Regions from separate parts of the Mus musculus genome. Here all the other regions are linked to region 1. Evidence: chromatin contacts called from public HiChIP or PLAC-seq and promoter capture Hi-C data. All regions are on one chromosome and are shown on one strand. Each heading gives the region's core, a stretch centred on a gene start, on an enhancer-like site or on the middle of the called end of the contact. The rest is flanking DNA. Distances are from core to core; before and after follow the strand shown.

The links. Promoter capture Hi-C pulls out the DNA fragments that hold promoters and counts their contacts. HiChIP or PLAC-seq counts read pairs in DNA pulled down with a chosen protein or histone mark.
Region 2: a contact with region 1 is called in a FOXA1 HiChIP or PLAC-seq map of pancreatic cancer cells. The contact joins the promoter of Dapk3 here to the promoter of Polr2e in region 1. A contact is called at or near these places in 1 of 39 promoter capture datasets (cranial neural crest), 2 of 484 Hi-C or Micro-C datasets (CD4 T cells and CD8 T cells), 3 of 115 datasets of contacts at active chromatin or transcription factors (astrocytes, memory CD8 T cells and pancreatic cancer cells) and 1 of 9 other capture datasets (liver).
Region 3: a promoter capture Hi-C map of liver shows a contact between it and region 1, with 4 times the contacts expected there. The contact joins the promoter of Dohh here to the promoter of Polr2e in region 1. A contact is called at or near these places in 1 of 39 promoter capture datasets (liver), 1 of 484 Hi-C or Micro-C datasets (B cells) and 1 of 115 datasets of contacts at active chromatin or transcription factors (microglia).
Region 4: a promoter capture Hi-C map of pre-B cells shows a contact between it and region 1. The contact joins the promoter of 4930404N11Rik here to the promoter of Polr2e in region 1. A contact is called at or near these places in 4 of 39 promoter capture datasets (hippocampal neurons, liver, neutrophils and 1 more) and 4 of 115 datasets of contacts at active chromatin or transcription factors (bone marrow-derived dendritic cells, bone marrow-derived macrophages, fibro-adipogenic progenitors and 1 more).
Region 5: a promoter capture Hi-C map of liver shows a contact between it and region 1, with 6 times the contacts expected there. The contact joins the promoter of Cactin here to the promoter of Polr2e in region 1. A contact is called at or near these places in 2 of 39 promoter capture datasets (cranial neural crest and liver) and 2 of 115 datasets of contacts at active chromatin or transcription factors (astrocytes and memory CD8 T cells).
Region 6: a promoter capture Hi-C map of liver shows a contact between it and region 1, with 5 times the contacts expected there. The contact joins the promoter of Tjp3 here to the promoter of Polr2e in region 1. A contact is called at or near these places in 3 of 39 promoter capture datasets (cranial neural crest, frontonasal cranial neural crest and liver), 3 of 115 datasets of contacts at active chromatin or transcription factors (astrocytes, bone marrow-derived macrophages and pancreatic cancer cells) and 1 of 9 other capture datasets (liver).

Annotation. Positions count from the first base shown.
Region 1 is chr10:80,038,019-80,042,716 of GRCm38.p6, forward strand. It overlaps Polr2e (polymerase (RNA) II (DNA directed) polypeptide E), which reads right to left and starts at 1,641. Exons shown (of 7, transcript NM_025554.2): 1 at 1,565-1,641; 2 at 421-595. The coding sequence starts at 1,621.
Region 2 is chr10:81,180,441-81,185,208 of GRCm38.p6, forward strand. Dapk3 (death-associated protein kinase 3) reads left to right here and starts at 2,567. Exons shown (of 9, transcript NM_001190474.1): 1 at 2,567-2,656; 2 at 3,536-3,635. The coding sequence starts at 2,644. Eef2 (eukaryotic translation elongation factor 2) reads left to right here. Exons shown (of 14, transcript NM_007907.2): 10 at 125-232; 11 at 364-717; 12 at 788-970; 13 at 1,053-1,185; 14 at 1,449-2,069. The coding sequence ends at 1,642.
Region 3 is chr10:81,380,822-81,385,938 of GRCm38.p6, forward strand. It overlaps Dohh (deoxyhypusine hydroxylase/monooxygenase), which reads left to right and starts at 3,613. Exons shown (of 5, transcript NM_133964.3): 1 at 3,613-3,757; 2 at 4,898-5,117. The coding sequence starts at 4,953. Gm48551 (predicted gene, 48551) reads left to right here and starts at 3,613. Exons shown (of 6, transcript NR_168929.1): 1 at 3,613-3,757; 2 at 4,898-5,117.
Region 4 is chr10:81,364,466-81,369,542 of GRCm38.p6, forward strand. It overlaps 4930404N11Rik (RIKEN cDNA 4930404N11 gene), which reads right to left and starts at 1,355. Exons shown (of 4, transcript NM_001014836.3): 1 at 1,239-1,355; 2 at 277-515; 3 at 77-202. The coding sequence starts at 1,321. Mfsd12 (major facilitator superfamily domain containing 12) reads left to right here. Exons shown (of 10, transcript NM_028657.4): 10 at 1-1,760. It overlaps Fzr1 (fizzy and cell division cycle 20 related 1), which reads right to left. Exons shown (of 14, transcript NM_019757.1): 9 at 4,873-4,975; 10 at 4,609-4,793; 11 at 4,058-4,291; 12 at 3,666-3,770; 13 at 3,176-3,268; 14 at 2,414-3,085. The coding sequence ends at 3,044.
Region 5 is chr10:81,319,131-81,324,270 of GRCm38.p6, forward strand. It overlaps Cactin (cactin, spliceosome C complex subunit), which reads left to right and starts at 1,973. Exons shown (of 9, transcript NM_027381.2): 1 at 1,973-2,316; 2 at 3,308-3,875; 3 at 3,991-4,136; 4 at 4,489-4,651; 5 at 4,780-4,894. The coding sequence starts at 2,081. Pip5k1c (phosphatidylinositol-4-phosphate 5-kinase, type 1 gamma) reads left to right here. Exons shown (of 18, transcript NM_008844.3): 18 at 1-844.
Region 6 is chr10:81,288,731-81,293,504 of GRCm38.p6, forward strand. Tjp3 (tight junction protein 3) reads right to left here and starts at 2,537. Exons shown (of 21, transcript NM_013769.3): 1 at 2,318-2,537. It overlaps Pip5k1c (phosphatidylinositol-4-phosphate 5-kinase, type 1 gamma), which reads left to right and starts at 4,233. Exons shown (of 18, transcript NM_008844.3): 1 at 4,233-4,422. The coding sequence starts at 4,329.

The DNA.
Region 1 (4,698 bases), core at 391-2,890:
GCCACAAAGCATTAGGTATTAAAAGAGGCAAGCTGTCTGGGGAGACTGAATGTAGCTGCACAGGGAGGTCCTGGGCTCCCCAATAGCCTTCACTCCCACAAGACACCTGCGCTGCTGGCAGAAGCTGTAGAATACAGCACACAGGGGGTGTGGGGGTGGCATAGCTGGCCCTGGGACTCCCAGGCAGAAGCTATAGAATACAGCATATAGGAGCCAGGGGGTGGAGGGCTGAGAGCTGGTTCTGGGGCTTATGGGATGAAAACGACACCAGCAAAAGGGAGGCTTCCCAGGGGAGACAGGGACAAAAGCAGGCAGCTGCCACAATCTTACAGGCAGCGTTAGGCCAGAGTGGGACATGCATTCACTGGCACCTGAGCCAGGGCCTGGAGGAGACCACTCCTGCCAGCCCAAGGGCCTCACCTGGGAAGAACACAAACATCTGGTCTGTGGGGTCATCGTTGTGGGCCACCAGCACCGTGAGGTCTGTGCGCCTTGGCCGTCCTTCGCTGGGCTTGTCCCCAAACTGCGCCTTGAATTCCTCAAGTGTCTGGTCCAGTTCATCCTGGGTCACCAGGTAGCCACGGTCATGACACAGCTGCAGAGACAAGAGGCAAAGAGGCAGTCAGCCTGAGCACTTAGCTCGCAGACCTGACCCTGAATGGCCGAGGCTGGGGACTAACACTGAACTGATCCAGCAGTACCCAAACTCTGTATAGGCTCAGACCACAGCGGCCCGGCCAAGCCTCTCCTCCCCCCAACCTCAGTGGAGCAGGCTGGGATTAATCCCCTGGCAACTGTAGGCAACCTTCTGAATACAGGCACCTTCCTGTCCCCAGTCTTGAGTGTTCCTGATGAGGGAGACTAGAGCATCATCCAGGATCAGGGCTGAGGAACAGGCATGAGGTGGCCCTGGGCTCCACCAACACAGCATAAGTCAAAACTATGCATACCTCTTTATCTAATAATGGTGTCTCATGTGTTCAACTCAAAACAACCAAGAATTTTTTCTTTTATTCCCTTTTTCTTTTTCAAGACAGGGTTTCTCTGCGTGACTTTGTCTATTCTGGAAATCACTATGTAGATGAGGCTGACTTCTAATTTAAAGAGATTCGCTTGCTTCTGCCTCCAGAGTGCTGGGATTAAAGGCGTGTACCATCATACCGGCTTGTTCTGTTTTTAAAAATACTGTTTTTTCATCCTATGTGTGTCTGGAGTCCCCAGAGATCAGGACAGGGCGTCAGATCCCCTGGAACTGGGGTTACAGATGGTTGATAGCTTTCGTGTGGGCGGCTACCTAGCTCGCATAAAACCAAGTGTGACCACGCAGCAGCCCCCTCTCCCGAAACGGAGCCCACCCAGGCCTTTTCCCCTGAGGCAGAGTTAGGAGGTGGAAGCAGTAGGATTTCTAAGAGTTGAAGCCAGCGTGGGTGGGCTCCACACTTTAAACGGGGATGCATTCCAATCCAGGAGGATTGGCCCCTGCGGGAGGCGGGCCTCGGCGGACAACCCGCAGTTAGTCCGCAACTGAACGCTCGCTCGCATAAAGCTCCTCACGCTTGATCACCTGCATGATCGTCTTGCGGATCTTCCACAGCCGGTAGGTCTCCTCCTCGTCGTCCATGCTGTCGCGCTTCCCAAACAACTGTGCACGCGCGCTCGTGGAGCTGCCAGCACGGAGCCTGCGCCGGACGCACAAAATGCCCCCCGCCCCCCGGCAGTGCGCCTGCGCCAAGGGCTGGGAAGGCCCCCGCCCAGGTTCGTGCTGTCTAAGGTGAACGCCGGAATAAACCTACTTTCCACGACAGGCTGCGCGTTGGGCAGCCCCAGCCTTCACCGGGGCGGTGTCGCGCGTCGGGAAGATCTCGCGATACTTGACCTGATAACAGTTTTATTTCCCTCCCTTAGGCGTCTCCCGGGCTGTAGTCCACGCCTTTAATCCCCGTCCTCGGCAAGCAGATCTGTGAGTTCGAGGCCAGCCTGCTCTATAGCCAGGTCTACAGAGAAAACCCTGTCTCGAAAGAAAGCAAGAGACCAGTGATGAACAGCCAGGTTCATGTGCCTCAATTTCCCTTTTTATACAAGTTTTTATTAGTGTATCTGCACTTTACATGAGAAATCGGATGCAAGCACCCACATGAGGTGGCCCCCAGCCATTTGTAACTCCAGCTCCAGAGAGTCTGATGCCTCTGGCCTCCAAGGGCCACACTTACAGGTCTATACCCACATGCAGACACACAGATAAACATAGTTAAACGACTAAAAATCTAAAATGAAAACAATCGATGTGCGGGCATACACACAATGAACAAACAAGTGTGTATATGGTGGGCTAACTCGTGAAAAGTTTGAGAAGGTGGTGAGAAAATGAATCCTAGGGAAAGGGATTCCAGGGCTAAACCCTTCCAACTATACAATGGGAGTTCACAGGAACGCCCCTTTCTCCTTTTCTTTCTTTCTTATTTGTTTATTTATTTATTTATTTATTTATTACATGAAAGTACACTGTAGCTGTCTTCAGACACTCCAGAAGAGGGAGTCAGATCTCATTATGGGTGGTTATGAGCCACCATGTGGTTGCTGGGATTTGAACTTCGGACCTTCAGAAAAGCAGTCGGGTGCTCTTACCCACTGAGCCATCTCACCAGCCCTCTCCTTTTCTTTGGGGGAGTGTGCTGACTTGAAATTTGGTATAGAGACCAGGTCTCAACAGCGCAGAGAATGGCCTGCCTCTGCCTCTCAGTGTTGGGATTAAAGGCGTGTGCCACCAAGACTGGCAAGGTCTGTCCTTGGAAGTCCAGATGCCTCCATTCTGTCCTGATGTGCGTCTGACAGCTCATCTACAGATCATCACCAGTTCCTGCCTGAGAACTTAGGCTGATCCCAACTGGGAAAGACAAGTTTTTGCCAAGTACACTGAGCCCACCATCTACCCTGTAGACCAAGGGGCTTAGGCTGCTACAGTTGGCCAAAGAAGCCATGAGTGTGCAAAGGAAGGGGACATGGGCAAAGACGTTTCTTGGAGAAGAGAGCATTGCCTGGGCCTGGGAGTGGTGGCCGATGCATTTGATTCTGGAGGCCAAGTGGGTAGATTTCTGTGAGCGCTGTGCTGAACACCCCCCACCCCCAGCAGGGGAGCCCCTGACTTCCACTTTCAGGGGGGACATGACCCTCTCATTATTGGTGGTAGTGAACAGTCAGAGCCTAAGTATGTGTACTTGGGACCTTAGGAGCTTCCCAGTGGCCATGTGGATAAGTGTCACTGAGGGTGTCCTCCAGCCCTTGCATGTAGGAGCCCCTCCTCCCACCTCCTCTGTGCCTGGGATCCTGCCCCTTGTTGTGACTGGTGAGACTGGGGTCTCCCTGGCCCCTTTCCTGGGACCCTCTCAGCCAGTCCCCCAGCCCATCTCCAGCTGACTGCAGAAGCCTCTCTACCAGGGACCCCACAGCAACCACACTGGCCTAGGATCCACAGAGGGCAGCAACCAAATAACTGAGCAGATGCTTAGATCCCGGTGTGAAGGCCCCGAGACCTTAGCACGGCTGATGGAAGAGCCATACACTGTAAAACTCAGCTGAAACAGCACCAGCTGCCAAGACAAAAACATAGGCCGGGGACTGGTGAGATGGCTCAGTGGGTAAGAGCACCCGACTGTTCTTCCGAAGGTCCAGAGTTCAAATCCCAGCAACCACATGGTGGCTCACAGCCATCTGTAACAAGATCTGACGCCCTCTTCTGGAGTGTCTGAAGACAGCTACAGTGTACTTACATATAATTAATAAATAAATAAATCTTTAAAAAACAAAAAACAAAAACACAGGCCTTAGTCATCAAAGCCCATAGCTCTGGGAAAGTCTCTAAATATACTAACCTTGCTTTTTGACCTCTGTAGTTCTGCCTCTGGATACATGTTCTTGCTAGGGCTGGAGAAATGGCTCAGTGGTTAAGAGCACTGACTGCTCTTCCAGAGGTCCTGAGTTCAATTCCCAGCAACCACATGGTGGCTCACAACCATCCGTAATGAAATCTGATGCTCTCTTCTGGTGTGTCTGAAGATAGCAACAGTGTTCCCACATACATGAAATAAATCTTTAAAAAAAAAAAAGTTCTAGCCAGGCAGCGGTGGCACACACCTTTAATCCCAGCACTTGGGAGGCAGAGGCAGGTGGATTTCTGAGTTCAAGGCCAGCCTGGTCTACAGAGTGAGTTCCAGGACAGCCAGGGCTACACAGAGAAACCCTGTCTCCAAAAAAAAAAAAACAAAAAACAAAAAAACTTTTTGCTAGTGAAGTGTGTCAACCCAAAACATGGCTTTTGTGCATAAAAGCTCCTCCTGAGAAAGGCTCAGTGCTACACTGGGATTCCGAATACCCAGGGGTCCTTGCTGGCTGGAAAACAAAGACTTTCTCCTGGCTTCTCTGGTGGACACCTCAGAGCAGCAGAGCAAATACAAACATGAACAGGCAGGATAATAGAGCTCCTCCTCTGAAGGCCAGCAGCCCTACGCAGGGAGGCAGGCGCTGAGAGACACAGACAGCTGAAGCACAGGCCAGGGCCGGAAAGCAGTAACTATAGGAGCTCCAGGACCCTAAACTGGGCACAGATAAATCCTTGACTGCAGCTGAAGGAAGTCATGAAAATAATTGAAGACTGAGGTAGAAGTTCACAAAGACAGAGAATCAAGCCAGGTGCAGTGGCGC
Region 2 (4,768 bases), core at 1,317-3,816, 1.1 Mb after region 1:
TTGGAGAGGGGGAACACCTGGCAAAAGCAGGGGAGGGCTGAGGCTAGGCCTGTATTGGCTGTTGTCATAGGGCTGAGCCCTATGCCTGGGGAGGACGGCAGGGTGCTGACCATTGTTCCCACAGTGCATCATTGAGGAGTCTGGAGAACATATTATTGCTGGCGCCGGTGAGCTGCACCTGGAGATCTGCCTTAAGGACCTGGAGGAGGACCATGCCTGCATCCCCATCAAGGTGGGCACCAGAATGGGCGTCTCATCCTTCTGCCTATGTGCCTGAGGTGCTGCACCATGTGCTGAGGGTTCTATGCAGGCCCCCTGGAAGCCCTGTAGTGTTGACAGTTGTGGTCTGTTTCCCTTTCACAGAAATCTGACCCTGTTGTGTCATATCGGGAGACAGTCAGTGAGGAATCCAACGTGCTGTGTCTGTCCAAGTCCCCCAATAAGCACAACCGGCTGTACATGAAGGCCAGGCCCTTCCCTGATGGCCTGGCAGAGGACATCGATAAGGGTGAGGTGTCTGCCCGCCAGGAGCTCAAGGCACGTGCCCGCTACCTGGCCGAAAAGTATGAGTGGGACGTTGCTGAAGCCCGCAAGATCTGGTGCTTTGGCCCTGATGGCACTGGCCCCAACATTCTCACCGACATCACCAAGGGTGTGCAGTACCTGAATGAGATCAAGGACAGTGTGGTGGCTGGCTTCCAGTGGGCTACTAAGGAGGTAAGTGACTCAGCATTGGTGACCCTGTGTTCTGAGGGGCTGCTGGTGTCTAACTTCCAGCTCTTCACAGGGCGCTCTCTGTGAGGAAAACATGCGTGGTGTGCGGTTTGATGTTCATGATGTGACCCTGCATGCTGATGCCATTCACCGGGGAGGTGGCCAGATCATCCCCACAGCACGCCGCTGCCTGTATGCCAGTGTGCTGACCGCACAGCCCCGCCTCATGGAGCCTATCTATCTGGTGGAGATCCAGGTAACTTGTGTATCTTAGGTGGTGTCTGTCTATCCTCCTGCCTCTGCCCACTGCTCACCATGTTCTCTCTTTTTCCTCGAAGTGTCCTGAGCAAGTGGTGGGTGGCATCTACGGTGTCCTGAACAGGAAGCGTGGCCATGTGTTTGAGGAGTCCCAGGTGGCTGGTACCCCCATGTTTGTGGTCAAGGCATACCTGCCTGTCAATGAGTCCTTTGGTGAGTGTCTGGTCCCTGGGGTTTGCAGATAACCTGCAAGGCCTGTGTAATATAGCTGCGGGGTGCAGAACAGAAGCAGATTTCTGTCATCACGGCCAGCTTGCTTAAGGGTGCCAGGAAAGACAGAGCTACAAACTACACAGAGAAACCAAAACAAAGGACCCAGGAATCCCTCCTGGGAGGGGTGGCAAGACAGCTAAGCATGTCCCCCCCCCACCCCACCCCCCCAGGGAAGTCACCTGAGTCTCCTGTCTTCTGTCTAGGCTTCACCGCTGATCTGCGATCCAACACCGGCGGCCAGGCCTTCCCCCAGTGCGTGTTTGACCACTGGCAGATCCTGCCTGGGGATCCTTTTGACAACAGCAGCCGCCCCAGCCAAGTGGTAGCTGAGACGCGCAAGCGCAAGGGCCTGAAAGAGGGCATCCCAGCGCTGGACAACTTCCTGGACAAACTGTAGGCAGCCTGATACTGCCACATGCTGCACAGTGCCCACCCATCAGAAGACACCTTGAGACTGTCCCACAGTGCTCCTCTAGAGGCTGCTGGGGCCACCCTGACATCACTCAGCACTCACTTGCTACCAATTCTATTTATTTCGGAATTACAAGATAGCGGGAATCTCTCTGCAGGCTGGACTGGCAGGCTGTGGGGTGGGCGGGACACGGCTCTTAACATTTTCAGAGGGAAACGCGCAGATGTCCAAAAGTCTAAATAAATGCATTCAGAGGTTTTTGGGGTCCATGGCCAAGTGGAGTTCCCCCAGAGGGGGAGGTGGGGTAAGTGCCTCCAGGAAGGCAGGCAGCCTGCCTTAGACTTGCAGCCCGGCTGTGGGAATGAATCATTGGAGTAATAAACTACAGTGGTTGATCCACATGTGCTCGCAACTCTGTTTTGTACAGCGCACGCTTTCCTGGTTTTCAGGGTATCTGGCTACCCTTAGGTGGCCTGCGGTGATTCACACATAACACACACACTGCACCCCGTGCGACAGAATGGGTTTTATTGTGAGTTCACAGTACTGCCTCAGTCCATTCCACAAACTTGAATCACTCCATAGACCTGCACATCAGGGGTTTGGTCTGCGCATACCCGGCTCCAGGTTATTGGCTTTCAGCCTCTCGCGTTAGCCAATCATCAGCCAGGAGCCCAATAATGATGTGCTCCACAAGGGCGGTGTCGAGCCTTCCTGTGAATCTGTCAGGCTGGCCAATGAGCACTGGACTCTCGCCTAGCCTTGGGTGATGACGTCACTAGTCAACGTCCGCTTCCGCTGAGAGGTCAGATGCTAACCAATGAGCGTGTGCATTCAATTTCCGGTTAAAGTCGTAGTCCAATGAGCGCTGGTTTTCGGGTTTTGCGGAGGTGTGCCCCTGCGCTGTCAGCGCATGCGTAGATGCCGTCTCAGGATTTGTACCGGAGGTTCTCGCGGGGGCCTCGCTGGCACCGGGCGGGGACTCGATGGCTGAGGACGGTACGAATGGGCCGGGTCCGGGACGTTGTGTTGGGACCCAAGGGACACGCGACGAGGGCGGGAGCGAGGGGAGGGAACCCGCGAGGGGCATGGCTTTCTCCAATCTCGAGGGGTGGACCTCTAGGAATAGCAACACTGCTGCGCATGTGTCAGGTTTCCGGCGACACCCCTGAGTTCCGGGGTGCTGGTGGGCATGATTGACAGGTGAGGAAGCTAGGTAGGAATTTCAAGAGCCGGACGCTATGGAAGTGTTTCGAGTAGAGAACCCCACGCTGACTTGGAACTCTGTTTAATCCTCCAGCCTCAGCCTCTTGAGTGCTAGGGTAAAGGGCACCTGACACTGTATTGTGTTTTATAGTTTTGTACATATATATATATATATATATATATATATATATATATATACTGCTTGAGAGATGTTGTTCCGCTTCTTTTAGTTATATCTATGCTTGTTTCTGAGAGGGGTGTCACAGTGCCCGCAGGTACCTGAGGTTCCTGAAGAGAGCGTTAGAGGTCATCAGGCCTGGGAGTTAGAGATACTAGTGAGCACTGGAAACTGAACTTGGAGACTGTGCAAGTACAGCACCCACTCTTACCGTCTCAGCCATCTCTCCAGTCACTTGAGCTGGTCTCATGGAACTCAGGCTGGCTTGTAACTCACCAAGTATTTGAGTATGCTCTTGAACTCGTAGCCGTGCAGCCCTCCGCTCCCCAGTGTGGGGTGTCAGGTTTGCTCTACCATGACCAAATTGTGGGTAGAGGCTGTAGATGACCAAAGAAAATCTGGGGCAGGGGCATTGTGTGTCACATATGCTGGGGAAGCCTCTTGGGAGAAGTCGGATCCGTGATAAACATTTCCTGTTTCCTCTGTCCCTCCAGCTCCTGTGTCCCCAGAATCCTTCAGAAGGCCAGCCGCCATGTCCACATTCAGGCAAGAGGATGTTGAGGACCATTATGAGATGGGAGAGGAGCTTGGCAGGTGAGTGGCGTGGGAGGTGGGTGCCCTTCCTCTCCTCAGTGTCTTGAAGCAGTGGCCACAGAGTTTTCTGGTGGTACCACGCCAGACTTCAGGTTCCCAGATGACAGGGAACCTGAGTTCCTTTTCTCTCGTGTCCTCTGTGGAGAGAGACACAGAGACCTGTAGCTGCTGCCCCTGAGCCGGGGACAGTGCCTCGGAGCATTGTCTGCTATGGGATTGTTCTCAGCTCGGTTTCTTCTTTTCCCCCATGAGACAGAGTCTTACTATGTACTCCTGGCTGGTCTGGAACTTGCTCATCACAGAGATCCTCCTGCCTCTGCTTCCCAAGTGCTGGAGCTAAAGGATTGCACCACCACCCTGGCCTTGGCTGATTTTGATTTTGGTTTTTTAAAGGCAGGCTCTCATGTCCCCCAGATTGGCCTTGAACTTCTTTTATGTAATTACTATATTTTGTGTGCATATGTGTCTTAGTCACAGCACAGCTTCCTGGAGTCTGTGCTCTCCTCTCCCATGCGAGCCAGTTCCAGGGACTGAGCTCAGGGAGTCCTTGGCAGCCCTGGGTGATGTCCCACCACACTGCACAGGCTGTTTTACGACTTGCTGGGTCTGCCTTTCTTGAGTTCTGTACATGGATGCTTTTATACTGGTGTCTCCCCAGTGCCGGGATGGTTCAGGACACCGTTTTCTGTTTGGTGTTTCTTGAGAAAGCCAGATTCTCTTTCTAGGCTAGCTCTCATGCCTGTCCGTGCTTTGGAGCCCCCTCCCTCTTCCCCCTCCCACCTCCTCATGCCAGGCCCTTCCTCTTTCTAAGGGGCTTCAGACCTTATTTGGTGAGTTCTGGGCCAGCCTTCTGGGGGCATCAAGGCCCGCCCTATGATGTCATCCCCATGGAATGTAAATAACCTTCCCAGTACTAGGCAGGCTGAGGAGGAGTTTTCCTGCCTAGGGACCCTGAACCACTTCCTTCTGGAGTTCCCCACCCCAGCCCCCACCCCTGAGAACCTCCCGGCTGCCATCCCAGTAGGGCTTCAGCGATGTTCCTGTCATGTGCTGGTCACATCTATGAGCCTACTGCTAGGGAAGTAGGGACATCTCGTGCCAGGGATGTGAGACTCAGACTGAAACATAAGATG
Region 3 (5,117 bases), core at 2,363-4,862, 1.3 Mb after region 1:
CTGGACCCTTACCTGGCACATACCACCCTCTACAGCATTAGCTCCACACAAACCAGGCAAGGTGGAGCTCACCCTGAGGCATGGAGTCAGGAGGATCAGGAGCTCCACATGGGCTGGGAGTAATGGCATTGGCTCTTGCAGAGGACCTGGGTTCAACTCACAGCAGCCTGTGGCGACTCACAACCAACCATAACTCCAGAGGAATCCGATGCCATTTCTGGCCTCTGATGTTACTGCATAAACGTGTTCCACATAAACTCACACTGACACATACACACCAAGCCGTTAAGAGAGAACAAAGAAGAAAATCTGAAAAGTTATTTTGATGATATAGCAAAGTTTATAAATCTATTCCTTTGTTAAATTTTATTATTAAGTTTGATTAACTTGGCATAACCGATGGGGGCAGGGCAGAAAAGCTTAGTCCCTGGGTCTGGAGAAGACAGCGCTGGGTGTGGTGATGGAGAAGCCTGCACCAGCCTGCTGGGGGTGCACAGAAGGTGTCCCCATGCAAGACTTGCAGAGTACCTGCAGACGCTCTGGCCCTGGGGCGCCTGGAACCTGAGCCTGCGGACCTCAGCAAATGCATAGCCCAGGCCAGCCTGTCTGGGCTGCAGTGTGGCACAGCTGTACTCCACCTGGCTCTGTTGTCAAAACATAAATAGATGAAAAAAAAAACCTACAAAAATTGGAGGTGTGGGCAATGGCATAGTAACATGCTTGCCCTGAAAACGTGAGACAGGAGTTCAGATGTCAAGCCATGGGGCCAGTGAGATGACTGGGCAGGCAAAGTGCCTGCCACCAAGCTGAGGGACCTGAGGTCGATTCTCAGAAGACATGGTGGAAGGAGGAGCTGACTTCTGCACATGACACCTTGGTATATGTGATCTACCCATAAATGTAACAAAATAAAATGACAACAGAGCCAAATAGCCAGTTTCAGTGACAAAGGCTTGTGGTCCCACAGCTCAGGCACTGAGGCTAGAAGAGACATAGGGTTCATTTCAATAACAACCCCCCATTTTGTTTATTTTGTTTTCAAGACCGAGTTTACTGTTTTTAGGCCTGGCTGTCCTGGATTCACTTTGTAGGCCAGGCTGGCCTCAAATTTAGAGATCCACCTGCCTCTGCCTCCAGAGTGCTGGGATTAAAGGCGATGCTTCCACTGCCAGGCTAATAAAACCCAGTCTTGTACTGACAGAGACAGGAGTGATGGGGCCACACACTAGCCACTGCTGGCTGACCAACCATAGCTGCTGAGGGAAAGTCATGGATGCTGGGTCCTGGGTGGCATTTTCTGCTCTCAGCTCCTCCCAGGGCAGCCTTGGCAGCATGCCAAGCTCTGAATTCATATCTGCTTCCTGCACTCTTGGGCCTATCCCTTCCCACTGGCTGGTATGGGGGCTGGATCACACCTGATATCACCGGATCCTGTGATCTGTTACAGCAACCACAGCCTTTCCTGAAGCTTCGTGTAAACATCAAAGCTGTGTCCTATGGCAAGCTGGCCAGGGTGACAGTGCGGTCCCTTATCTGCGGCCATGTGTTTATGTTTTTTTTTCTGTGCATATGAACGTGCACAGATGGAAGTGTCTTCCTCAATCATTCTTATGTTTTGAGACCTGGTCTCTCACTCCACCCGGCCTCCACACACGCTACCTCACCTGGGGAAGGCACTTTCAGAGCCCACAGGATGTACATGAACAGTTGTGGTCTGTGGTCCCAGAACTCAGGAGGCAGTGTCCCATGTTGGAGGCCAGCCCTGGGCTGCAGAGCAAGATGCTGGTCACAAAAACAAACATCTAGAGAGGAAATCCAACCAAGAAATCAAAAAGTGACTCTGGGCCCAACCGTGTCAGCTCCATTGTGGGTTTCCTCCCATGTTGCTTGCCCATGGAGGACTGCTTAGCAAAGAGCCGCATCACAGAGCAGACGTGATTTTTCTCTTGTATTTTAAGGCAGGTGTTCACTATGTAGCGCTGGATGGAACTTGCTGTGTAGATCTGGCCTCAAACTCACAGAGCTCCACCTGCCTCTGCCTTCTGAGTGCTGGGATTTAAAGATGTAAGCTCAGTTATAAAATGTTTTAAACATTCATTCCCAGTCTAATATTCATTTTACTTTGAATTTTTGGCATGTAAATTGTGTATTTTTAGCGTATGTACTGACATTTGCATTTTCCACATTTATATCCATGCATCATACAAGCCCATATAATAACAGGCTTCCTGGTAGCATTCTGAAAAATAGTGTATTTTTGTCTTAATTTTATTTTTACTTTAAAAATTGTTATTACCATAAATTAAATTTACATAATTATGTAATAACGGACTTCATGGAGGCTGGAGACATGCTTGGTGGTTGAGTGTACTGACTGCTCTTCCGGAGGACCCAGGTTCAGTTCTCAGCACCCACATGGTGACTCACAACTCTGACTCCAGTTCCAGAGGATCTGTCGCCCTAACATAGACACACATCCAGGCAAAACACCAATGTACATAAATCATTAAAAAAGTAATGAGGAAGCCAGGCGTGGTGGCACAGGCCTTTAATCCCAGCACTCGAGAGGCAGAGGCAGGCGGATTTCTGAGTTTGAGGCCAGCCTGGTCTACAAAGTGAGTTGCAGGACAGCCAGGGCTATACAGAGAAACCCTGTCTCAAAAAAAAAAAAAAAAAAAAAAGTAATGAGGAGGCTGGAGAGATCAGTGGTTAAGAGTACCGACTGCTCTTCCAGAGGTTCTGAGTTCAATTCCCAGCAACCACATGGTGACTCACAACCGGTGTACTTATATATTATAAGTACATCTTTAAAAATAAATAAATAAATCTTTAAACCAAAAAAGTAATGAACTTCATGACATTTACACACACACACATATATACATTTGTTTTGTTTTTTCGAGACAGGGTTTCTCTGTATAGTCCTGGCTGTCCTGGAGCTCACTTTGTAGACCAGGCTGGCCTTGAACTCAAAAATCCGCCTGCCTCTGCCTCCCGAGTGCTGGGATTAAAGGTGTGCGCCACCACGCCCGGCTTTTTTTTTTTTTTTCTCCCCGAGACAGGGTTTCTCTGTGTAGCCCTGGCTGTCCTGGAACTCACTCTGTAGACCAGGCTGGCCTCGAACTCAGAAATCCACCTGCCTCTGCCTCCTGAGTGCTGGGATTAAAGGCGTGCGCCACCAACGCCCGGCATATTTAAAAATTTAAACTTCGACTTTATGGTCATGTCACTGCCGTATATCCTGTTGATCCCCAGAATCGAACTCATTCTCAAATTGACTGCAAGTGCCCTCACTGCTGAGATTGCTCGTAACGCCTATTTTATCTCCCATTTCTTTTCCTCTGTTTTGGTCCCAGAGACCATTGGCCGCGCCCTGTAGAACATAGCCACGCCCACTATACACTGCGCATGCGCTATGCACGGCCGGCCCGGTTGTGCTGTGAATGGGATCAAACCATTTTCTTTTCTCTATGGGAGAGACGGTCGGAAACTCTTCTTCCGGAGGAAGACCGGAAGTTGCTTCTCCGGCTCTTAGGACAGTCCTGGGGCGTCGCTGCCGCATCGTTCCGGGTGTGGTCACCCCTAGTCGCGACGATGGTTCCGCCCAGCATGGTCACGTGGCCATCAAGATGGCGGCGTCCAGAGGACGTCGCGCGAGATGCGTCCGCGGACCTGTTCTTGGAGCTGTCGCAGCGACTCTCTCCATCTGTCCCGAGTATACGGAGCTTATTGACGAGTCCCTGTAGACGAAAACACGGTGAGCAGTGCCAGAAGTGCCCCCCCTTCGGGGGACTTCCGCTTTGAGGTACTCGCTGCTCCCGGGAGCGCTGGGATTTCCCTTGAGGGGGTCCTACGGGGAATTGGACCCTTTTCCTTCAGTATTTGACGTCACACAGGATATCATGTAGCCCAGGCTAGCCTCCAACCCACTGTGTGGCTACGAATGGCCTCCTCCTACCCCGTGCTTAGCTGACAGGTTGGCCGCCTATGCGGGGCTCACGTGCAGGCCGGCCCGCGCTTGACCTCTCAGCTTAAGTATTTGGAAACAGGATCTCCTGGGACCGGTTATCTTCCTGCTTCAGCCTCTGCCCAGCCTGGAGCCTTTTTGAATTAAGCGGGAGGCCCCATACCTCGAATGGGCACTCTTGGACCCACGAGATCCTTGGTCTCCCCTGTTGTTGCTCGGGGTAAATCGGGATGTGGGTCTCACTGCCACACAGCTGCTGCCAGCTCCCGTAGACCTGCTTCATGTGTGTTGATGAATTCCATTTTCAAGGTGTGACTGTAGGCTGATGGGCATCACTGGTGAGGCAGCCATACCTGCCTCATTAAACTCGGGGACGCTGGGTGACATCAGAGCCCAGAAGGCCTTCCAGCTTGCCACAGCCTGCTAGTCCAGTTTGTTATGTATGCATCTGCTGTATGTCTAATGGCTGACAGGGGCCGGTCCTCTTATACTGGACGATGTCTGTTTCCGTGTTAATTCATCCGTGAAAGAAAACACCTGTGTGGGAGTGTTGTCCTGCATCTATGGGGCCATGCAGAGGGTACAAGTTGTGCAAAGGCAGGAGCAGGGAGAAGTCCGGAGGGAGGAGGGGACGGATAAAGTGTATCCCACAGGGCTACATGAGAACCTCCAGTAAGGTGGTGTGGGAGGCAGGGGTGAGATCCATTTTGCAACTGACAGTTTCTAGATCCCTCATCTAAGCTATCCTGAAAAAGTCTGGCCAGGTGGTGGTGGCGCATGCCTTTAATCCCAGCACTTGGATGGATGTGGAGAAAGTTCTGTGGCCTGGAGCTCAGGGGTCCTCCTGCCTCAGCATCCCGGGGCTGGAATGGCAGATATGCAGGTGTGTGCCCTAGCTTGAGATTTCCCCTTCTCCTTTTTCTACCGTAGGTTTCTACTGCCTAGAATCCGGCCTTGCAGATCACGTGCTGGGGAGGCCGTTGCCATGGTAACGGAGCAAGAGATAGAGGCCATAGGGAAGACCTTGGTGGACCCCAAGCAGCCCCTGCAGGCCCGCTTCCGGGCCCTGTTTACACTTCGGGGGCTTGGTGGCCCTGATGCTATCTCGTGGATCAGCCGGGGCTTTGAGGACAGCTCTGCTCTTCTGAAG
Region 4 (5,077 bases), core at 105-2,604, 1.3 Mb after region 1:
CTCTGCCTCCGAGAGTGGAGTGACCCACGTGCAGTACTACCCCCGGCCCCCTCCTGTCCGCATCCCCTCAGCTCACCGAACTCCTTGCCACGGATTTGCCTGTCCCTCCACTGCATGCACCCCCAGCGCGGGCCTGAGTTGAGATACTGCGCGGTTATCGCGGGGTCCCAGAAGGCCATCTCCCGCAAGTGCTGTGTGTAGGCTGCGGGGAGGCACGGAAGGGAGGGTGTCAGTTTGAGACCCACGGGTGTGCACGACCGGAGGTGGGATACTCACCGGGCGGCAGGCCACGCTGGCGACTCTGAAAGCAGCCGTGCCAACGCGTGTGGGCCTCGCGGTACGGAGTGTCAAGAGCACGGGGCAGCTTGTACCAGGCATCACCAGGTTCTGAGTTGGTCAGGCCGGTGAACCACACCTGGCCGGCCGCATCCCGTCCCATGGGCGTGAATTTCCAGCGCACGGCTTGTTTGATGGCCGGCGCCCAACGGGGCCCCTCCAGGGACACGTAGTCATTGCTGAGGGAGGGTGGGGACTGAGCCAGGGCGTCCTGCTGGTCCCAGCCAGCTTTCCTGTCCCAACTCTTTGCCAAGGTGCTGGGTGAGAGTCATCCCCTTCTACCCATCTCCTCTGTGCACTTTCCCACCTGCAGTCTATATCTTGTAGCCGAGAATGGCCCTGTTTGAGGCAGTTGTCAGTGTTGACCTGGCAGCAATCCTGCCTCAGCCTTGAGCCACTTATGGCTGTTGGGGGAAGGAGGGACCAAGGGTGTGCCTAGCCTGTAACTCCCCACAGATGGTGCATGCATGGGAGGCCATGCAGGCTGCAGGAGTGGGGCTTGCAAGGGACCCACGTGAGGTGGCCTGTCATCAGCACCATGGAAGGCCCAAGTGTGAGCAGACCTATGAAATGGGACTTTTCTGCTAGGTGTGGGTGGCGACACTAAGTGTGCCAAGGCAGGAGGATCTCTGTGGGCTTATGAACAGCTCGGGATACACACAAGAATCTAAAAAGGGAGGGCATTCAGGCACATGGCTGCCACTGCAGCACCTGTAGACAGGAGAATCAATAGACCCCTCTGCTTGGGAGTATGAGTGGCAGCACCTGTCTGCTTGGGAGTGGGTGTGTGCAAATGCCTAACTTACAACCCTTGCATACCTCCATCCCAGCCACCTGAGCTGCTGGTAGGGGTAGGGGATCTGGGGTCTGGGTGAAGAAAGGGACCAAGGGCAGGAACCCACCGGTAGAGATGGTCGGGGAAGTAGAGTTCAAGGGTGCCTGAGGGAACAGAGGGCCGAGTAGCCTCCCGCCTCACGTTTTCCATGTCTGGCCCTGCCTGCCCAGAGGCTCTAGTCACCAAGGCCCTGGGGCCATTGTTGACAGGGACAAAGGTATCCCAGCAACAGGGAAGCGGGCAGCCACAGTCTAAGACCTCAGCTTACTTCCTGGTGCGGGGCTGGGACCCAAAGTGTTCCCTCCCCCCTCCCTGCCCCACAGCGGGAGGTCATGCCCTCTAGAGCGTGGGTCTCCACCCCATCTCTGTCCTCAAGACACATCCAAGTAAGGGCACAGTGACAAAGGCCACAAAGTATGGGCCATGATCTAGAGATCCACAGAAGGAAGTGGATACCTAAGTCTTGGGTTGGGGAGAATGCTCTGGGATCACTGGTGGCATCGCTGAACATGCAGAGCCCAGGGCCTGCTCATTCTGCTAGTGCATCCTGTGTATCTCATGACAATAAACAGCAACAACCAATCTCATAGCTCAGTCAACCCTTTACAGTCTGTATAGGCGGCGCTCCACTTGGGTTCCTGTTTTCTCACCAGACATCACCTCCCCCTCTCTGGTCACCAACATGCTAAGCTTGCTCCAGTCAGGGTCCTGGCCAACTTACCCAGGACACTGCTGTGGGGTGGGAGCCCAAGCCACAGGCCCTCCCTGCTTGCAGTTCTGGCTCTGTAGGCTTTGGTCCTTACTCTCTGACTCACCTGCACCCTGACCTGTATACCAGCCCTTCCCATTCATGGCCTTCACAGTCACAGCTGGCTGCTCTGTCCAGGGCAGGTGCCTTCTGAACCACACACACCAAGAAGGTCAGCCAGGAATCAGAAGGCAGGCTGCACCTACCCCTGCATATGGAACACGCCCAGCAGGATTTCCACCAACAGGAGGTCACAAGGGCCTGTGACACTAGTGCACATCTAAAGGCATTTTGCTTTTGGGTACAGATGTCAACAGCAGCAGGTGGCCCTGAACCTTAAACTCCTGTTAAGTGCAGAACCCACTTAGCTCACAAGGCTATGACTCCCACAGGCCTGCAGGCAGCCAACCCCATAGTGACTGTGTCCCAGGGGCTTCTCCAGCCATCAGCAGTTTTGGGGCAAGGCAACAAAACACAGGAGACCGACCCCAAGGTGTCACAAATACATATATACACACGTGCACACACCATAGGCCACAGCCACCACACTGGGAATCCCCAGGCAAGGGGCAGTGGAGATGGGGTATGAAGACAGGGAGGCCCAGGAAGCTTAGAGGCAGCCAGGAAGAGGCAGACAAGGCAGCTGGCTAGGGACAGGGTGAGCTGACACCCACGGGGAGGGGTTACAGAAGGCGCACACACAGACAAAGGGTGGCAATGCAATCAGAGTCAACGCAGTTAAGAGTGTCACAGGGTGAGAGGCCCAGGTCCCTGCCAGTGCCTCCCAGGGTCTTCTGGTTTGGAGTGGCAGCAGAGAGGGGCACAACGGCTCAGGTCCCCAGGTGACACTGGGTTTGGGGATTTCATGGGATCTCAGCCTCCTGCTCAGCTGTGTCCAATATGGCTTGGGCAGTGGTAACAGGTGGCAAGTGTCCATCTGGCTGAGGGTCCCCATGTCCCCGTCCCAGACACTGGCTCCACAGCTCACAATGAGGCATTTAATGAGACTCTGGGGTCTCCGGCTCCCGCCCGCCAGATGCTTCTGGGGAAGGCGGGCACAGCAAGGCCTATGCATGCTGGCTGCTCCATCTCTGCCTGTGGGCTTCACATCCCGCCTGCGGGGTCTATCGGATCCGGGTGAAGAGGTTGAGCACAGACACAGATTCCTGGGAACAGGGGATGCAGGTGACTGTGTGCCAGGGCTGTGAGAGCCCAGGGACACAACAGCAGGCTTGCCCACCACCCTGCCATGTTACCTTTGTAGAGCGTGTTTTGCTGAAGACATTCCAGAACCTCAGGGTCTCATCTCCAGCTCCGGTGACTATGGCCTCCCCATCAGGGGACATGGCCTATAGAAGGGGCAGAAGGACCTGGCTATTTCCCAGCTGCAACAGGTAGCTTCTGGGACCCAGACAAAAGCCAGGGGACATGGATTCTGGGCTAGGGCGCACAAGGCCTGCGGTGCTTGGGCTGATCCCTCTGTTCCCACACTTGGCAGGTCATATCCAAGTGTACCAGCAGCCAGGGGACACTGAAACTTGTATGGAGAGCCTATGCCCTGTGAGTGAGGTCTGGTAGACAGGACTCGCCCCACTTCCCAAATCCTAGGTTGGTGACACACTGGTGGTGACACACCAGTTTGTTAGTGCAGGAAGGCTGAGGTGATGAACACCCTCCCAGCAAGCCACAGGCAAGCCTGCCACATGGAGCCCCAGGATGCTGACAGCGACAGTGGCCAACACTCACCAGGTAGAGGACACGATATGAGTGGCCAGTGAGCTTGGCCACCTGCGTAAGGGACGGGTACTTCCACACGAGGATCTGGTTCTGTGAGTAGCCATGTGTGCTCACCTGGTGGAGAGACTAGGCATCAGAGCTGCAGAGGGCCTGGGGATTGCCTGTGGGCTTCCCTCATTGGCATCCTGGGAGTCTGGAGGCCCCTGGTGCCTCAGAGATGGGACTGACCAGGATGCATGCACTGCCTATTCTATTCCCCCAGCCCAGGCTGGCTTCATACAGTAGTACACACAGGTGGCAGGCAGGGTCTCAGCCCCCATGTTCCCACAGACTCCCAGGGGCTCAGTGCTGCTCTGGGCTGGGCTGTTTCTTCATCTTCCCCATGCTCACTGTGCACTTACCAGCTCATTGGCGTGCTTGGACCAGGCCAGGTTGCACACTTGTGAGCCTGTGTCAATGCACTGCAGTGGCTGACCTGTCAGAGTGTTCCAGAATCGGATGCAGCGGTCAGCCGTGCCACCACCAGATGCCAGCAGTCCATGCTGGTGTGGGGACCAGGCAATAGCCTTCACGGCTGCCAGGTGCTCCGTATACTGCTGCACAGGGCTTAGACTAGAGTGGTTCCACACGAGCAGCTGCGGGACAAGACAGGGCTGTGACAGAGCCCTGCCCAGGGACCAGGGACCCAAGGCAGGCACAAACCAGGAACATGTACACACCTCCAGGCCAGCTCTAGGGACAAGGTCCTCAAGATGACCCCAAGGATAGGAGTTTCTAATACCTGGGCCATGACCTGTATGCACCCTCTAAAACCACCCCTTCCCATCAGGTCACACATCCTTGTCTCAGGTTCTAGGGGTCATCCAGCTTAGGTGACCCACAGGGACAGGCAGCTGGCCACCTAAGGCAGCATGCTGGCCTCTTGGGGGAGTGTGGGGTGACGCAACCATACCTTGTTGTCATTGCCCCCCGAGGCAAGCAGCTGGTGGTCTGTGGACCACTTTAGGCCACACACTTCCTGCCGGTGGCCCTGCAGCCGCCGCTCTGACTGCAGGGGTGGTGTGCGGATATCCCGCTGTAGGATCATGCGGTCACGGCTACCAGATGACAACTGGTCAGCATTCCAGGCCAGCGCCCCTACAGAGTGGCAGCAGGTTAGGACTGGCCTGGTCCAAGGCTGTGACCCATGAACGCGGCTGGGCAGGCGGGTCCTCACCCACTCGTGCTGTGTGGCCCTCCAGCATGGACAGCTTCTTCCCAGCAGCAGCGTCCCAGATCTGCACGAAGCCCTTGTGTGTACCTACTGCGACCAAGTTCCCCTAGGGTGACAGTGTAGCCAAGTGGCCATCAGGTAGGCCCAGTGTGAGCAGTTTGTCCATCTCCTCCTGCACACACACTCACGGCTATCTCTGCAAGCTCAT
Region 5 (5,140 bases), core at 723-3,222, 1.3 Mb after region 1:
GAGGGTTGTGGCAAATTCCAGGCTAGCCTGGGCTACAGAGCGAAATGAGACCAAAAGATAAAACTCCCAGGGCTGGCCCTACCACTCAGTGGGCAGAGCTCACCCAGCTGCGTAAGCCCTGAGTTCCATCCCAGCACCGCAGAAACCAGATGGGGTGGCACACAGCTGCCGTCCCTGACTTGGGAAGTAGAGGCAGAAAGCAGGCATGCAAGGTCATCCTTGGCTGTAACCAGTTGGAGGCCAGCCTGGGCTACATGAGACCCTCTCAAAAGAGAATCTGTAAATATCTTTGTGACTCCCCATCGTGTCCCCATCCTGTTCTCTCCAACGGCCACTATTGCCCCACCGTGGACGGTGTGTGAACTGTACTGTAAGGCCTGGGGGCTCCTCCAAGGCTGAAGAGGTGCCCTCTCCGGCCCACTTCTGTTCTCCTCAAGCCATCCCAGCAAGTCCCCTGTCCAGCCCCACATCAACCTCAGTGCAATATGCCCTCCCCGTGGGGTCCCTTGGCACGGTACTGTCTGCAGCCCCTTGTCTCTCACCCCTAGCTCCACTCTCCGGTGGTTAAAAATCGCATCGCACATCCTCCCCCCAATCCTGTTTTTATTGTTGAATCCATTCTGTAAACTACAAACCTCGTGTGTCTTACTCATCAGGACTTGGGATCCCTCGTCCTCAGCCTATGTGGTCTGGTGTTTGACAATCCAAGCACAGTGTCCTCTTGGCACCAACCAGAGGGGCCTGTCCCTCCAGCGCAGCCGGCAAATGTATGCAGTCCAGGTCCCCGCCCCACCTGTCACAGCCCCTCTTTTTGAGATCTGTAATAAATCTCTAATAAGAAACAGCTCCTCTCCGGTGACTTATGCGTGCGTGCGATGGGAGAGCAGGCGAAGGGTGGGCACCACGTGTTTTGTCTCCCCCGCTCTAAACCCTCCCTGGATCCCACATGATGAATCCCAATTCGCAGATGACTTCCTTTCTCCAAGCCTAAACTTCCCTATCCATAGATTAGCCACAAGTTGAGCGCAGTACGCAAGCTGGCGGGCGTAGTAGTACTCAGACTCGTCCTGGAGTCAGCCAGAGACTGTCTGTTCATGTCCTGTTGTTTTATTAGCTCGGAACCGGTTGCTACAAGGCTACCCTAGAAACCGAGGACTCCCGCGAGCGCTTGGGTCTCCGGGTTTCAATTTTTAGAAGTACACCGGGCCCTGCAGGTTTAAGTTCCGCCCACTCTAGCCACGCCCCTTTGACGTCCTTTTCCAAGCCCAGCAAGACCCCTAAGCGCAGTTTCTGGGTTCATTGGCCCCGCCCTCAGATCCAATGTGTCCATCTCGCCCCCAAGGTCCCGCCCACCGCCGCTCTACTTCCTCCCACTCCTCAGTCGGCCACTCTCGACTACATATCCTGCCCGTACCCATTCACAGTTCGTAGTTACAGATGTCAATCTTGCCTCAATCAGCCCCTCTTCCACCCTCTCAAATCCTGATATGCACTCCTCCGCCCATTGGTCTACGCCTGTCAATCTAGTTTACCAGACCCCGCCCACCCCGGCTCCCGTAACCGCCATTCTTGCGTTCCTTCTCAGGCCACGCCCAGCGCAGGTCCCCGGCCGGGTCTCCCGATCTACAGTTGTCGATCTCCGTAAGCCCCGCCTAACCCAGCCCTATTCTTTCCCCATAAGCTCCTCTACTAGGCTCCGCCCCTAGGGCACTGCCCATGCAAGTGCAGGCTCCGCCCACTAGGCGCCTCTTCCGCCCTGGAACAACCGCCTCGTAGCTCCGCCTCCCTAAGCACGCTACTCGCCGGTCACCTAGGGCGCGAGGGAGGGCCCACCTAGGTCAGTCTCCTTCACTGCATGAATGGAGCGTCAATCCGCTAGTTCTAACGGCGTCCCGTTAGGAATCTACTATGTGTTCCCAGCTTGAGAACTCCGGAGAAATCTCGGGTTATGTTGTCCCTGGAGTCCCGGTTAGAGGGAGTAAGTCATTCCCTGTGATCAGGCGCACTTTGGACAGTCCTTAGAGCGCCGCGCCAAAGGAAAGCCCCCGGCGCCAAGCTTCCTGGTTGTTTACGCGCGCGCATGCGCGGCGCGGGCCGCCAAATGGGTCGGGACTCTCGCTCGCGCTCACGGTCTGTGGGTCGCAGGGGTCGGAAGCAGCGGAGTCGAAGCCGGGGCCGGAGCCGCAGCCGGAGTCGGAGTCGGAGTCGGAGTCGGAGTCGGAGCCGGAGCCGGAGCCGGAGCCATGGGCGGAGCAGCCGAAGGCGACGGGAACACGAGCGGCGGCGCGAACGCAAGCGGCGCAGCCGAGGGCGCAGGTGAGCGTCCTGGGGGCTGCTCGGGCCTGGGAGCCGAGGGACAGGCGGGGCAGTATCCGAGATGCCGGGCTGCGCCGGGGCAAAGGAGACTTCCGGGGACCGCGGGCCATGAGCATAGGGGACCGAATGACTCCACTCGCCACCTCTGCATTCATAGACATTGTCTTGTCCCGGGCTGGCCTCCTGCGTCAGCCTCTGGAATGCTCGGGATTACAAGCCATTGCCTCACAGTTAAGGTTTTTTGCATTTCCTCATAGTTAATTCTGCTCAGTTGACAGCCCTTCTTCTCAACTGGCAGTACTTCTAACAAGTTGACCAAAGCCTAATCAGGACACCGTTCATACAGCACTGGAGATACAAGCCCGAACAGCCACATCTATCTTTTACTGTGGGTACTGGGGATTCGAACTCATGTCCTCAAAATACTACCTGGTGGTATTCCTCTTTCGTGGTTCCTGGGCTGTCAGAGAGTCCATCTATTGGGCCTCTCGTCTGTCATTTCTCATCCCTTCTACCTGTCATCTCAGCAGGACTTGACGGCACTGTACACACCAGTAACCCCAACACTTAGGAGACAGATAAGAACCAGCCTGGCTGTAGAGGGAGTTCCCACCTGATAGCATTGTAGATGTCATATTTAAAATAAAACAAGCACTCAGAAAGCAGAGACAGGAGGGTCTCTGAGTTCCAGGACAGCCAGGGCTACACAGAGAAGCCAGCCCTGTCTCGAAAAAAATCAAAAATTAAAAGAAAATAAAAACTACATAAAAAAGAACTACTCCCTCACTTTTAACCTTCATTTCTCTTGCTGTATTGTCTGTTATGGCCCTGGGACTTGTGTAGCTCTACTATGAAGGACAGCCTAGCTCATGTGGGGAGCAATGTGATTTACAGGCCGGTGAGGCTAGAATTCTAGGCAAGTACCTCAGCACCTAGGATGGTGCCCAGCAGCAGCCAGCATTGAACAGGTCTTGATGTGTCCTTCCCACAGGTCAGATTCGGAAGGAGAGCAGCGGCAGAAGTCTAGGAGGCGAAGCCAGAGCCTTCGACCACCCCGATGGCACTCACAGAACCAGTCCTCATGCTCTGACTCGGGTGAGGAGCGGGCTCAGGGCTCCTGGGCCCGTAAGGGTCACAGGCGCTCGTGGTCCCCGGGGTCATCAGCGTCTAGCTTGGACTCCCCAAGACGCTCCCGGAGTCCCGGGACAGCTACCCTGGCCCTGAGCCAGCAGCAGAGCCTGCAGGAACGGCTGCGGCTTCGTGAGGAGCGGAAGCAGCAAGAAGAGCTGCTCAAGGCCTTCGAGACGCCTGAGGAGAAGCGTGCGCGGCGACTGGCCAAGAAGGAAGCTAAGGAACGCAAGAAGCGGGAGAAGATGGGCTGGGGTGAGGAGTACATGGGCTACACCAACACCGACAACCCCTTTGGAGACAACAACCTGCTCGGCACCTTCATCTGGAACAAGGCCTTGGAGAAGAAGGGCATCAGCCACCTGGAGGAGAAGGAGCTGAAGGAGCGCAACAAGAGGATCCAGGAAGACAACCGTCTGGAGCTGCAAAAGGTAGGCCGGCCTCGCACGCACGCACACTTGCATGGGAGCTCACATCCTCTTCTGGAGGCTGGATGTGCCTGGACACACGCCTCTCACCATGGTGGCTCCCTGTGTTGCTGTCCAGGTCAAACAGCTGCGGCTAGAGCGGGAACGGGAGAAAGCCATGAGGGAGCAGGAGCTGGAGTTGCTGCAGCGGGAGAAGGAGGCAGAACACTTTAAGACGTGGGAGGAGCAAGAGGACAGCTTCCACTTGCGGCAGGCCAAGCTTCGGTGCGCTCCTCCCTGGCCTTCTATTGGAAACTACAATCTCATGCCAATCTCTGCCAGGCGTGGCGTGTGAACTCATGAGACAAATCCCCGGGGAGTCCCGTTAAGACAGTGATGGGGATATGGGATCCATTGTCCAGAGTATCTCCGCCTCACTGAAGGAACCTGAGCACAGACCTGGTCAGATGTATTGAGGACCCCAGCTCAACCCTATTGTCCCACCTTGGGGAGGGCCAGGCTCACAGGGCCATCTGACACTCCTATCAGTCTGAACCTGTTTGGCTGGTTGGGGCTGAGGGTCAGCTGTGCCAGCGGAACTCTGGCCCTGACCCTGCCACCCTATTTCCTCCTGCAGCTCCAAGATCCGAATCCGAGATGGGCGAGCTAAGCCCATCGACCTCCTGGCCAAGTACATCAGCGCAGAGGATGACGACCTGGCGGTGGAGATGCACGAGCCCTACACCTTCCTCAACGGCCTCACTGTGGCGGACATGGAGGACCTACTAGAAGACATCCAGGTGCTGCACATACTTCGGTCTGGGTAGCTGTACCTGGCTCTGCCCTGCCCTACCCTGCCCTATATTGCCTCAGCCCTCCTCCCCACACCCCTCCTTCAGGCCCCACCGCTCACAGCCCTGCCCCACAGGTGTACATGGAACTAGAGCAGGGCAAGAATGTGGACTTCTGGCGGGACATGACGACCATCACAGAGGATGAGATTGCCAAGCTCCGCAAGCTGGAGGCCTCTGGCAAGGGCCCAGGTAAGCAGTGTGGGACATCTTCCCAGCTCCTCTGAGGCCTCTGCAGGGCATGGCAGCGCCTGAATGCTGGACAATAGAATGTGTCTCCTAAGGAGCCTCAGGGAATGGCCGCAGCCCGAGACAGCTGCTATCCCTGTCTGCAGAGCCTCAGCCTTCACCAGGGCAAGCAGAGTCTAAATTGGTGTGCTGCCCAGCTACTCCCTACCAGGCAGGCCTGTTCCTGAGCCCCGGGTGGGGAGCTGGGAA
Region 6 (4,774 bases), core at 1,287-3,786, 1.3 Mb after region 1:
AAACCTCAGCGCCCAATTTGACTCTGAAAGGCTTCCACAGCCCCTATCTCCAGCATTTGGGGCTGCAATACCAGCTTCAGCCAATAGGGGACACGTGGGACCCAGAAGTGGCATCTGGTGTCCTAGGGCTACAGGGTTCCCTAGCCCACCCCCACCAAAAGTCTTCAAACTGCTCCTGAGGTCTTTCTCATAGCTTTCTGTTGTTGTTGGTTTTGGTGTTGTTGTTGTTTGGTGGTGGTGGTGGTGGTGGTGTCGTCACTATGTAGACCAGGCTGATCCAAAACTCACTATGTAGACCAGGTTGGCCCAGAACTTACTATGTAGACCTGGGGTGGGGGTGGGTAGTTGTCACCCAGTCTGCAGCTGTCTGTACAACCACACCTCTGTGTCTTCCACAGTGTCAAGAACCTCATGTACCCTCCAGGGGATATTTGTTCATTTATAGAGTGCTGACTATTTGTCAAATCTTATCCCAAATAATGGTATGTATGGTTCAGGGGTACAGCAGGGTGAAAAGACCCCTGAGGCGGGGGCTCCATGAGCGTGTGGTTGACATTTCATAGCTCTTGAGCGCCCTTTCAGTAATATAACTTTTGGGCAGGGTTTCCTCTGTGTGTCCTGATGGTCTGCCAACCTTCCTGCCTTACCACTGACCTCTGGCCCCTGCCCCTGAACCTTCATCTCAGCACAGCCCCTCCACCTGATCCTTCCTGACAGTCACCCCCTTATCAGCCACCAGAGGGCGCACACGAACACTGAGCCCTCTCCCACTGCTCAGCTCTCCATGGCTCCCACCCACCTTGGCAGCTCAGCTGCCTGTCCCGGGCTCCGGGCTCCCTCCATTCTGAGCACACTTGCCTGAGCCTTAACCTTCTACCCAGGCCTGTCACCCCAGACGTCAGTTCACCCCCAGTGCTCCCGTCTTCTCTTCCTAAGGTAGAACAAACCACACATGATGGGGCACACCTGTCATCCCAGCCTCCGAGGTAAGGAGGGAAGATCAAGAGTCCAAGGTTATCCTTAGCTACTTATGGACACAGACACCAGCCTAGGCTATGTGAGATCCTGTCTCCAAAAGCTGAAAAGATAAAATTATGAATGTCTGAGCCTTGTTCCCAATATACGTGACATACAGTAAATGCTCAAGAAATACACACGTCTTTGTTAGGCAGCCCGTCCCCATAGCCAAGTGTCCCACTGACCTCAGCCACGAAGGGTGTTGGGTTCTACCCTGAGCAAACACTGCCTCTCTGGCACGCGGCCCGGCCCAGGAGGAAGAACCGAGCCTAAATTCTCATCGTGGACTTTCCCCAGCATCGGTGCCACACGGAAGTGCCAGGCCAGACAGGGATTTTTCTAAGATGTCGCCCCAGGGAGGTTTCTTGGGGGTTAGCTCTAAGGCCCCCTGTGCGACAGTCTTACTCTACTGTGCAGCCTCCGGGAGCAGTTACTCCTGTTTGGGCTTCACTTCATTTTGTGCCAAATAACTGGGAACTGAGCTGGGAACAAGGGCCCCCAGCGCCCCAGCGCCTGCCACTATAGCATTAGCTTCTCCTTGGTGCAAAATGAAAAACTGAGGCTGGGCTAGTGCAGCAGCCAATACCAGAACTCCCAAGGCCAGGTCCCCCTGTGTGCTGATCCTTCCCGGAGAATAAGATAACCTGGGGGGGGGGGGATGGTGGTGATGTTGGTGGCTGGACACACCTTCCTGAAGGAATTGTTTTTCTTTGTTTTGGGGCAAATGACACAGAAGGTTCCTGTGCCCCTCCCAACTCCTCTGTCAATCCCATTAGGCATCTGTCCATCCGTTCTACCCTCGTCGTGCAATTCTCAGCTGACAGACGTGCTTTGGGGAGCTGACAGAGCTCCTGTCCTCTCCTGTCCCCACAATGTATAACCTAGGACAGGTGGCACATTCATGCCTTGGATATATGGGGTGACCCTCAGGGAGAGTTCCAGAAAAACTCAAGAGTTAGTTCAGGAGTACCCCAACTTCCTCTGCCATCTCCCAAAACTGCAGGCCAGCCTCCCATGGGAACCAAGATCCTTCCTGCTAGGGGATCAGGGACCAGCCTCCCTAGCCACCACCTGCGCTCACAAAGACCCTTTGAAGGCTGGGCTGCAGCGTGCTGGGCGCTGTGCCAGGGCAGAAACTGCACCCGCTGGAACTTTCTGAAACTGTGTCAGATGTCCCCACAGGATGCCAGCTTCCGGCTCCCATGGGGGGCATCCAGAGCAAACTTGGGGGTCCCGGGAGCCTGACATGGGATCACTTGGATGCATAAAGCCCTTGGGATGAGCTCAGCTGGAGACTTACCGGTCTGGAAGGCTGAGTGAATGGACGCAGGGTGGGAGGTGGAAGCTGGGTCCTGGATAGCTGTCAGGCATGGGTGGCAGGGAGGAGACCCGAGCTGGCTGCTCGGGCCGGGCAACCTGTTTGCTCAGCGAAAGCGGAGTGGAAGGAACGGTGGGCGAGTCCCTTTGCCGGGTGGAACCGGCAGGACTGTGCAGGTTGTGCGCAATTGTGAGTGCAAGAGAGGCCGGCCTGCAGGTGGGAGGGTTTGTGGCTCAGTCGCAAGGTGCTCTCACGTGGCCAGACAGGCCTTAACCCCTGAGTACCCAGAGAGGCCTAGCTAGCCCTGCACCCCACAGCATCTACACCACAGAGTAGGTGCTCACAAAACACTGAGCATCCTACGGGATGAATGGGCTGTGCCTCGCGCTGCAACTTACCCGCTGTCAAGCTTCCAGCTTTCATCACAAGGGGGGACACTGGAATAATCAAAACTCTCATGGAGCCACAGCCCAGCTCATTACTATGGGATTCTAGGCGGGAACTCCACCCCTGACTACGTCCCCAGCCCCCTCACTGGGGAATTGTAGGCCATACCACACCTTTTAGCCACACCCAAGATCATTATCTACTCTATTGGCATTGACTTCCCTGTCTGTACACCTGACCCCTTGTGACTTTCCAGTTTCAGACTTTATTTTTGGTTTTTTGGTTTTTTTTTTTTTTTTGAACTTTGCTTCCTCTTAATTCGAGCACTCCTGACCTAGTTCCTTCCTGTGATGCCCAAAGAGATCTCAGCTTTTATCAGGTGTCCATATCGCTGGAGGAGTTGGTGACCCCATCTTAGTTCCTGCGGCAAGAAGACTTCAGATTCAGGCTTCTAACCCGCTTTCAGAAGGTGCTGTTACTGGGCTCCAGTGACCACACTTTGGAAGCCCAGGCTTAAGTCAAGTTCTGTCCACACCACACACCAAAGCGCTCTTTCTGATGCAATTGTCTTAACGGATGGTCCACGCCTGTCCTAGCAAGGAGGAAGCTCAGACTGGAGTGTCTGTCTCAAAAACACAACAAACAATATATATTACATACATCTTATTATTTTGCAATATGACATATGCTTATTTTTATTGATAACTTATGTTGTAAAGCGATAAAATGACAGTAGTAAAATACACTTCTAATATATGTAATAAATTTCTTTAACGCCCACACTCCTATAGCCCAGGTTGGTCTCTTTAAATCAATATATAGCTGAGGATAACTCAGACCCAGCACTGGGGAGGCAGAGGCAGGAGGATTTCTGAGTTCTTGGATCTCGTAGACTAGGCTGGCCTCAAACTTGGAGATGCACCTGCCTCTGCCTCCAGAGTGCTGGGATTAAAGCTGTGTGCCACCACTGCCCAGTTGTGGGTTTTTTGTTGGTTTTAGTTTTGGGGTTTTGTTTTTTCAAAGATAGGGTCCCACCTATGTAGCCCTGGCTAGGCTGGAACTTGCTATGTAGACCAGGCTAGTCTTAGATTAGCTTGCCTCTGCCTCCGTGTAGTGTCCGCCTAGGGTGCCCCTGAGCCTCATGTCTAGGCTCTGCCCCTTGATATCCGATTGGCTGTAGTAGACTCTAGACCACGCCCCATCTCGGTCCCCTGCAGACGCTCTGGTTTGTTTGAGCTGGTCTGTTCATCCCTCTATGGACGCTTGGAGGCGCTGGTGAGTCGTACTTCACTTTAGCTCCACCCCTGCTACCTAATTGGTCAGGTTCCTCACTTTGCTGAGGCCCCGCCTTCCGCCCCCATACCGCACGTGAACACGTTTCTTCCTGCACCGGACGCCGGAGGGCGCTCGCAACTCCCTTGAGTGTGTGCCGCCCTAAGCCCAGTCCTTATATCCAATTGGTTAGGAGCTTCGCGTCGACGCCAGGCTCCGCCCGGGCCCCGCCCCCTCCCTCCGCCCTGTAGTGCAGGCGGCGCTTGTTGTTCAGCGGCGGCGGCCGAGCTCGGGTGCATCCTCGGGCCCGCCGCCGCCGCCGGAGCGTTCGGCCATGGAGCTAGAGGTGCCGGACGAGGCGGAGAGCGCCGAAGCGGGGGCCGTGACGGCGGAAGCGGCCTGGTCTGCGGAGAGTGGGGCGGCGGCAGGTAATGCGATCCCCCTGGTCGTTGCGATGGGCTCGCCCCTCTCCCCCGCCGTGGCGCGTGGTCTCGACCGCCTGCTTCGCGCTGCGGTGCGGCCTGCCGGGCTGATCCATTCTCAAGCGCGGCACGGGGGTTCACGCGCTCTCCCATTGCGTGTGCGGGGGAGGGGGCATCAGCGTTCCGGCCGGGGAGGCTGCACCGCCCCACCCGGGGATGCGGGGCTTGCAGCGCTCGGCCCATTTTAGGGTCCTTGGGTGACACGGTGGAGCTGCAGGCGGGCGTGGGTGCGGCTCTTTATCCTGGCAGCGTGTGCATGCAGCGAGCCTCTTTTAGATGCATGCGGTAGCAGTGAAGC